Regions from separate parts of the Sus scrofa genome. Here region 2 is linked to region 1. Evidence: chromatin contacts called from public HiChIP or PLAC-seq data. All regions are on one chromosome and are shown on one strand. Each heading gives the region's core, a stretch centred on a gene start, on an enhancer-like site or on the middle of the called end of the contact. The rest is flanking DNA. Distances are from core to core; before and after follow the strand shown. Region 1 overlaps CDK14 (cyclin-dependent kinase 14). Region 2 overlaps CDK14 (cyclin-dependent kinase 14).

What was found. HiChIP or PLAC-seq counts read pairs in DNA pulled down with a chosen protein or histone mark.
Region 2: an H3K27ac HiChIP or PLAC-seq map of alveolar macrophages shows a contact between it and region 1. The contact joins two enhancer-like sites. A contact is called at or near these places in 2 of 2 datasets of contacts at active chromatin or transcription factors (alveolar macrophages and skeletal muscle).

The regions. Positions count from the first base shown.
Region 1 is chr9:70,711,621-70,714,320 of Sscrofa11.1, reverse strand. The region is part of intron 2 of CDK14 (cyclin-dependent kinase 14); the gene reads right to left. Among named protein-coding and RNA genes, the nearest start is that of CDK14, 35 kb to the right of the region's middle. Within about 2 kb of position 1,365, at least 29 of the 83 cell types and tissues checked have an H3K27ac peak or open chromatin away from gene starts, as enhancers often do. A contact at or near this core is called in alveolar macrophages, where this site is marked.
Region 2 is chr9:70,909,376-70,912,075 of Sscrofa11.1, reverse strand. The region is part of intron 5 of CDK14 (cyclin-dependent kinase 14); the gene reads right to left. Among named protein-coding and RNA genes, the nearest start is that of CDK14, 230 kb to the right of the region's middle. Within about 2 kb of position 1,380, at least 6 of the 83 cell types and tissues checked have an H3K27ac peak or open chromatin away from gene starts, as enhancers often do. A contact at or near this core is called in alveolar macrophages, where this site is marked.

The DNA of each region.
Region 1 (2,700 bases), core at 116-2,615:
ACTCCATTTTGATTCATGTTTTAGACTTTAGAAGTCTGTGCATCAGTAAAGGTATTTTGTTAACTTGGAGACATACTATACATAGGGGTGTCACCTTTTTAATTCTGGTCCCACAGCTGGTTTTTCTAACAAAGGAAATCTCTGTAGATACAATGTTAATTATCGGCAAAGACATGAGGCACAGACTCATGCCTCTTTTCTAAGCCACCTGGATGGAAAAATAATCACCAATACAGTACAGCACTTTTTTGAAACAAAGAAGTTTCATTATAGATCTCTGCTGACCAATGAGGTAGCTGCTAGCCACCTATGGCAACTGGCTGCCTGAATGTAGCTAGACCCAATTGAGACGTGCTGTAAGTATAAAACATACAGTGGATTTTGAAAACTGAGTCCAAAAAAAAAAGTTAAATATCTCAATAATAATTTTATACCGATGACATGCCCAAATTATAATATTCTGATGTATTAGGTTCAATAACATATAAAATTAAAGTCTCCTATTCCTTTTACATTTTTGATGTGACTATTAGAAAATTTTTCCTTTTCTAGTAAGTATTAAGGTGGCTCGTGTTATAGTTCTACTGGATAGTATAGGTCTAGAACCTCATTAGAGTTATAAATGCTTAAGTTTTTTTTTTTTAACTTAACCTTAAGTTTTAAAAAAAGAATGGAGATGAATGAATCCTAGAAAATAACTGCAGAAAATATGTATTTAGGAGACAGCCAAATTTAAAAGGGGACAGAAAATGTTCAGCAGATCGTTTGACTGAAACAACTGCCGAGCAAGAGAGCCCTTTCTGAAATGGGGGCAGCAGGGAGGGGGTTGCTGAATCTACAAGCAAAGAGAGAAACATCCAGAATTTAATAAAAATTGAGCAAGGGGAGGAGCTGATACAAACACAGTGCAATCTCAGTGATGATGAGTTCTCTCAGAGCCTAGGAATGCAGAGGAGTAGAAAGGAGAAACAAATTCCATTTACAATACCCAATAATTTCCTGGCCGGAGCCATTCCAATCACTAAACCTTCCCACCCTGAAAATGAGGAAGGTAAAGACTTGAGTCAGCTCAAGACAGGTGCCCCACTGGCAGAGATGAAACTACAAATGAACGTGAATTCACAGCTCTTCTTCCAAAGACAGAAAAACTTCCATGAGATTGAAAATCGATTCAAAAGTCACTTTTTTAATATGAAGACCTGACTTCCCCGTTTTAAAACAGTATCCCCCGCACACACTGGAAAACAGTACTAGTTCGGTTCGTTTGGGAATGAGGCTGCAAATGTGAGGCAAGCAAAGGAGCTGAAGCCATCTCCAAGCTGGGCAGATTCCGCTCATTCCCGCCGGGAACAATCCCATCACTTAGGAAATCTGGATCCCTGCCAAACGCTGCTTCTGCAGTCTGCTGGGGGATGGGAGAGGAGGGTGGAAATGTCTGGGCAGCTGGCTTTTATCACAAAGCCTTCTCTCTGTGAAAGGCTTATAATGAATTTCCTAGACATGATATAACACAATATTTTAAGTGATTAATAGCACAAAAATATCACATTTAAAAAATAAATGTCCAAGGTATAAGAGGCCAATAACTACATAAATGGAATTTGATGCAAATGTTAAAACCTTATATTTGAGTGGCTTTTAAATTCCTTTCATTAGGCTTCACCTCAAGAAATCTATATGGGAGAAAAAGAAACTAATATATCAAGAGCTTAACAGAGGCACCAAGTACTACTGTAGCAGAAGTTCCCAGGCCAGGGATCGAACCCTCACCAAAGTAGTAACCAGAGCTACAGCAGTGACACTGGATCCTTAACCCTCTGAGCCACCAGGGAACTCCCCAAAATGACTAGCTATTGATAGGAAAAATATTGTGAGCCATTCATGTATTAAAACTCACATGATCCTAACAACCTTCTGGGGTGGGGGGGGTTATTGTTATTACTATCCCATTTAAAGATGCATGGAGAGGTTAAGTACCACAACCAGGAGGTGTTGGGGCCTGGACGTGACCTCAGATTTATGACATCAAGGCAGCTCAGCATCAGCACCCTGAATTCTTGCCTAACACATGAACTTGCTTTGTGGCCTTCACTTTCAGATGAAGATACTGAGGTTCAGAGGAAATAAGAGACTTGTCTGTTCGTCATAACAAAGCTACTAAATGGTGGAGCAGACTGTCTATATCTCACATTGAATTCTTCTCACATGCAGCTTCCTGTTTTCACCAAACCTTTGCCCTAGTTCTTAATGCTGTCAGTATTTTCTCTCTGTTCCCAAGGGGAAGGTTACTAGCCACTTCTCCTTTCTCTTTTTTTAGCCAGACTACCAATATTCCCACTATGGCTTGAGGCATCTGAAAAATACAAAATAAGAACTGATGCTCTTCACAGCTATATAAAATTAAGTAATATTCAGGTCTATAAATCCATGATGGAATATGGAAAATAAAATGCATTTGTCTTAATGGACAAATTAGTGACGGATTCACATTACTTCTCATTAATATTATAATACTGAGGAAATTAACTACCATTTGGAAATCCACATTTACTAGAGCTTTTAGGTCACCCACTTCACCGGATTTGATCCTGAATGCAATGTCCTTGAGTCTTGATTTTCTCAAGTGAAGCAGAATAATGGGGTCAAGGGTAGCAGGACAGGAAACCACGGTTCTGCACCCAACTCCACCATGAGAATAGA
Region 2 (2,700 bases), core at 131-2,630, 200 kb before region 1:
AAATGCCTCACAGAGAATTGAACCCAAGTCAGTGCATCACTCACTCAATAAACATTTATTGAGTGTTTGCTATATGTCAAGCCCTGGAGATGCAGCTATAGCTCAGATAGGCAAAGCCCTTACTTTTACTCGCTTTTCATTCTAATGAGAAAACCATTCATTCATTCATTCATCATGTTGTATTACAAGTGTTACTGAACACTTACTAGTGCCAGGAACTATTCTAGGTACTGGGGTTACAGTAAAGCACTTGTAACAATAACTGAATAAATATATAGGTCAATGCCAGCTGGATACGGGGTGGGGGGGCAGACAGGGAGGGAGTTTAAATCAGAAAGAGTAGTCAGATGTACTCCCTCTTTTTCTTTTACTTTTTTTTTTTTTTTTTTTTTTTTTGCTTTTTAGGGCCGCACTTGCGGCACATGGAGGTTCCCAGGCTAGGCGTCCAATTGGAGCTACTTGTGCTGGCCTACACCATAGCCACAGCAACTCGGGATACGAGCCAAATCTGCGACCTACACCACAGCTCACGCAATGCCAGATACTTTACCCGCTGAGCAAGGCCAGGCATCAAACCCACAACCTCATGGTTACTAGTCGGATTCCTTTCCACTGCACCACAACAGGAACTTCCAAGACGTACTCTCTGAATACACCTCTGAGGAGATAATTTTTGGCGTGAGGGATATGCTAATATTACAGGGCAGAGAGTTGCAGGAAGAGGCACAATAAGTTCAAAGGTCCTGAGGTGAAACCTCAGGTCAAGGAAGAACAAGGAAGCCAGTGTGGCTAATGCGGATACTGACCGAACATGAGGCTGGAGTGGAACCAGGATCTAGGACACAGGTAAAGAACCTGAATTTCAATCTATTCTAATTAAAGCCACTGAGGGCTGATCATGGTGGATTAATTACCTGATTTATGTTTTAAGATCATACCACCTGCTGTGTGGAAGACAGACTATGGACAGGAGAGGAAAACTATGGAAGCAAAAACAAAGAAAAACAAAAAAAAGTTAAGAAGTTTTTAACAATAGAATTCAAGAGAGAGACAATGATATCCAGAGGAGTGGTGGGAAGCTGTTAGAGTTCAGATTTGTTCTGTAGGTGGAGCCAACAGAATTTTACCAACTGACTAGCTGTGGAGCTGAGGGAAAGAGGCAAGTCCACCCTAATAATCTCATCTCAAAGCTGCGCTTTGCAAAGAATCTTTTTGTCAAAAGCCTTTATTGAATTTGAAACTCACCCTGCCACTTTTTGGAAAATATATACATGTACTAGAAATATCCCACAAGACCTCAAATATCTGAGTCCTAAAAGGACAATGCTTCTTTATCTTTCATAGTCACTGTCCTGTCAGTGAGTCATTCAACAAGCAGATGACTGTATCAGTCAGCACAGCTGTCACAAGCCAGACTTCAGTGTTGTGGCCTGAGACAAACAGAGGTGTCAGAGATACAGAGAATTCGGTAGCATTAGGTCAAAATAGCTTTAAGAGTTCGGACCTAACCAGCTGAGAAAAATACGAAAAGAATATAAAATTCCATGAGAAGGATGAGAGATTAGTTGAAAGAAGTTAAGCGCCTCTGATTTGGAAGATAAGCAGATTCAAAGGAGGTGAGAGAATTACTGAAATGTAGAGACTGGAATCCTCCAGCTGGGAATGACTCTACAAGATGGTGCAGCACGTGCTTCAGTGGCCAGGGGAGAAAACCCGGGACATCCAGGGCTGTCCTCCATGGGGTCTCAGACTTCTCTACATCACTCTCAGTGACAAGAACTCTGAGAATGTTTAGTTTTAAACAGAGACCTAATGATCAATTCAAATCAGTAGTGTTAAAGCCTCTGATGTTAAGTTTGGGAATCAATGGGTAATTATTTGGACAAGGTTCCATATTTAATTGATACAATGTTTGTTATGTTTAAGACAGCTGGATATATTCACAGATGATACATGCAATTTCAATTTCTTTGTAAATGTGCGATTTTAGATTGAAAAGTGTGAGGGAGTTTTGCTAGGCTCTCCCTAGCACTGGAATTCTTAAGATAACCTTTATAAATTTTTTTTTTTTAGGTTTACAAGCATAGTTTAAGTATTTGGAGAAGATTAAGCATAGTTTAAGTATTTGGTTAGATTAAGGCACTTGAATGCTTAAAAACAGCCAAGGTATTAAATTTATAAATGCAGTTTAAAAGTGTTTATGGGAATTTAATTAACGATGCCTGTAACTGGGACTGATTAATGAGGCTGTTTATTAGGATTCTTCTCGATTGTTCTGAAGAGAAACCAAGCAGGAAAACATCTTTCTAGCTTCTCCTGGCAGTCCACTTAACCCCTGGCAGGAGGCAGGCTGGAGTTTACAAATTCTGCTAGATGCACCTCTTAAACTGAACAGTCCATTCTTTACTTTTCCCAACCTCCCGGTCCCATAAGAATGGTGTATTTATTTTGACTCTTATCTTTATATGCAGTGCCTCCTTGTTCTCTAGGTTAAAAAAAAAAAAAATTAAGTACCCAAAGGAGTCGAAATCATGTCTGCACAAAATCCTGTGCAAGAATGCGTATCACAGCTTTGTTCATAGTTTCCAAAAGTTGGAAGCAACCAAGATATCTGTCACTGGGTGAATGGATAACTGAATTGTGTTATAACCATACAGTGGAATATTATTTAGCACTAAAAAGATATAAGCACCGAGTCCT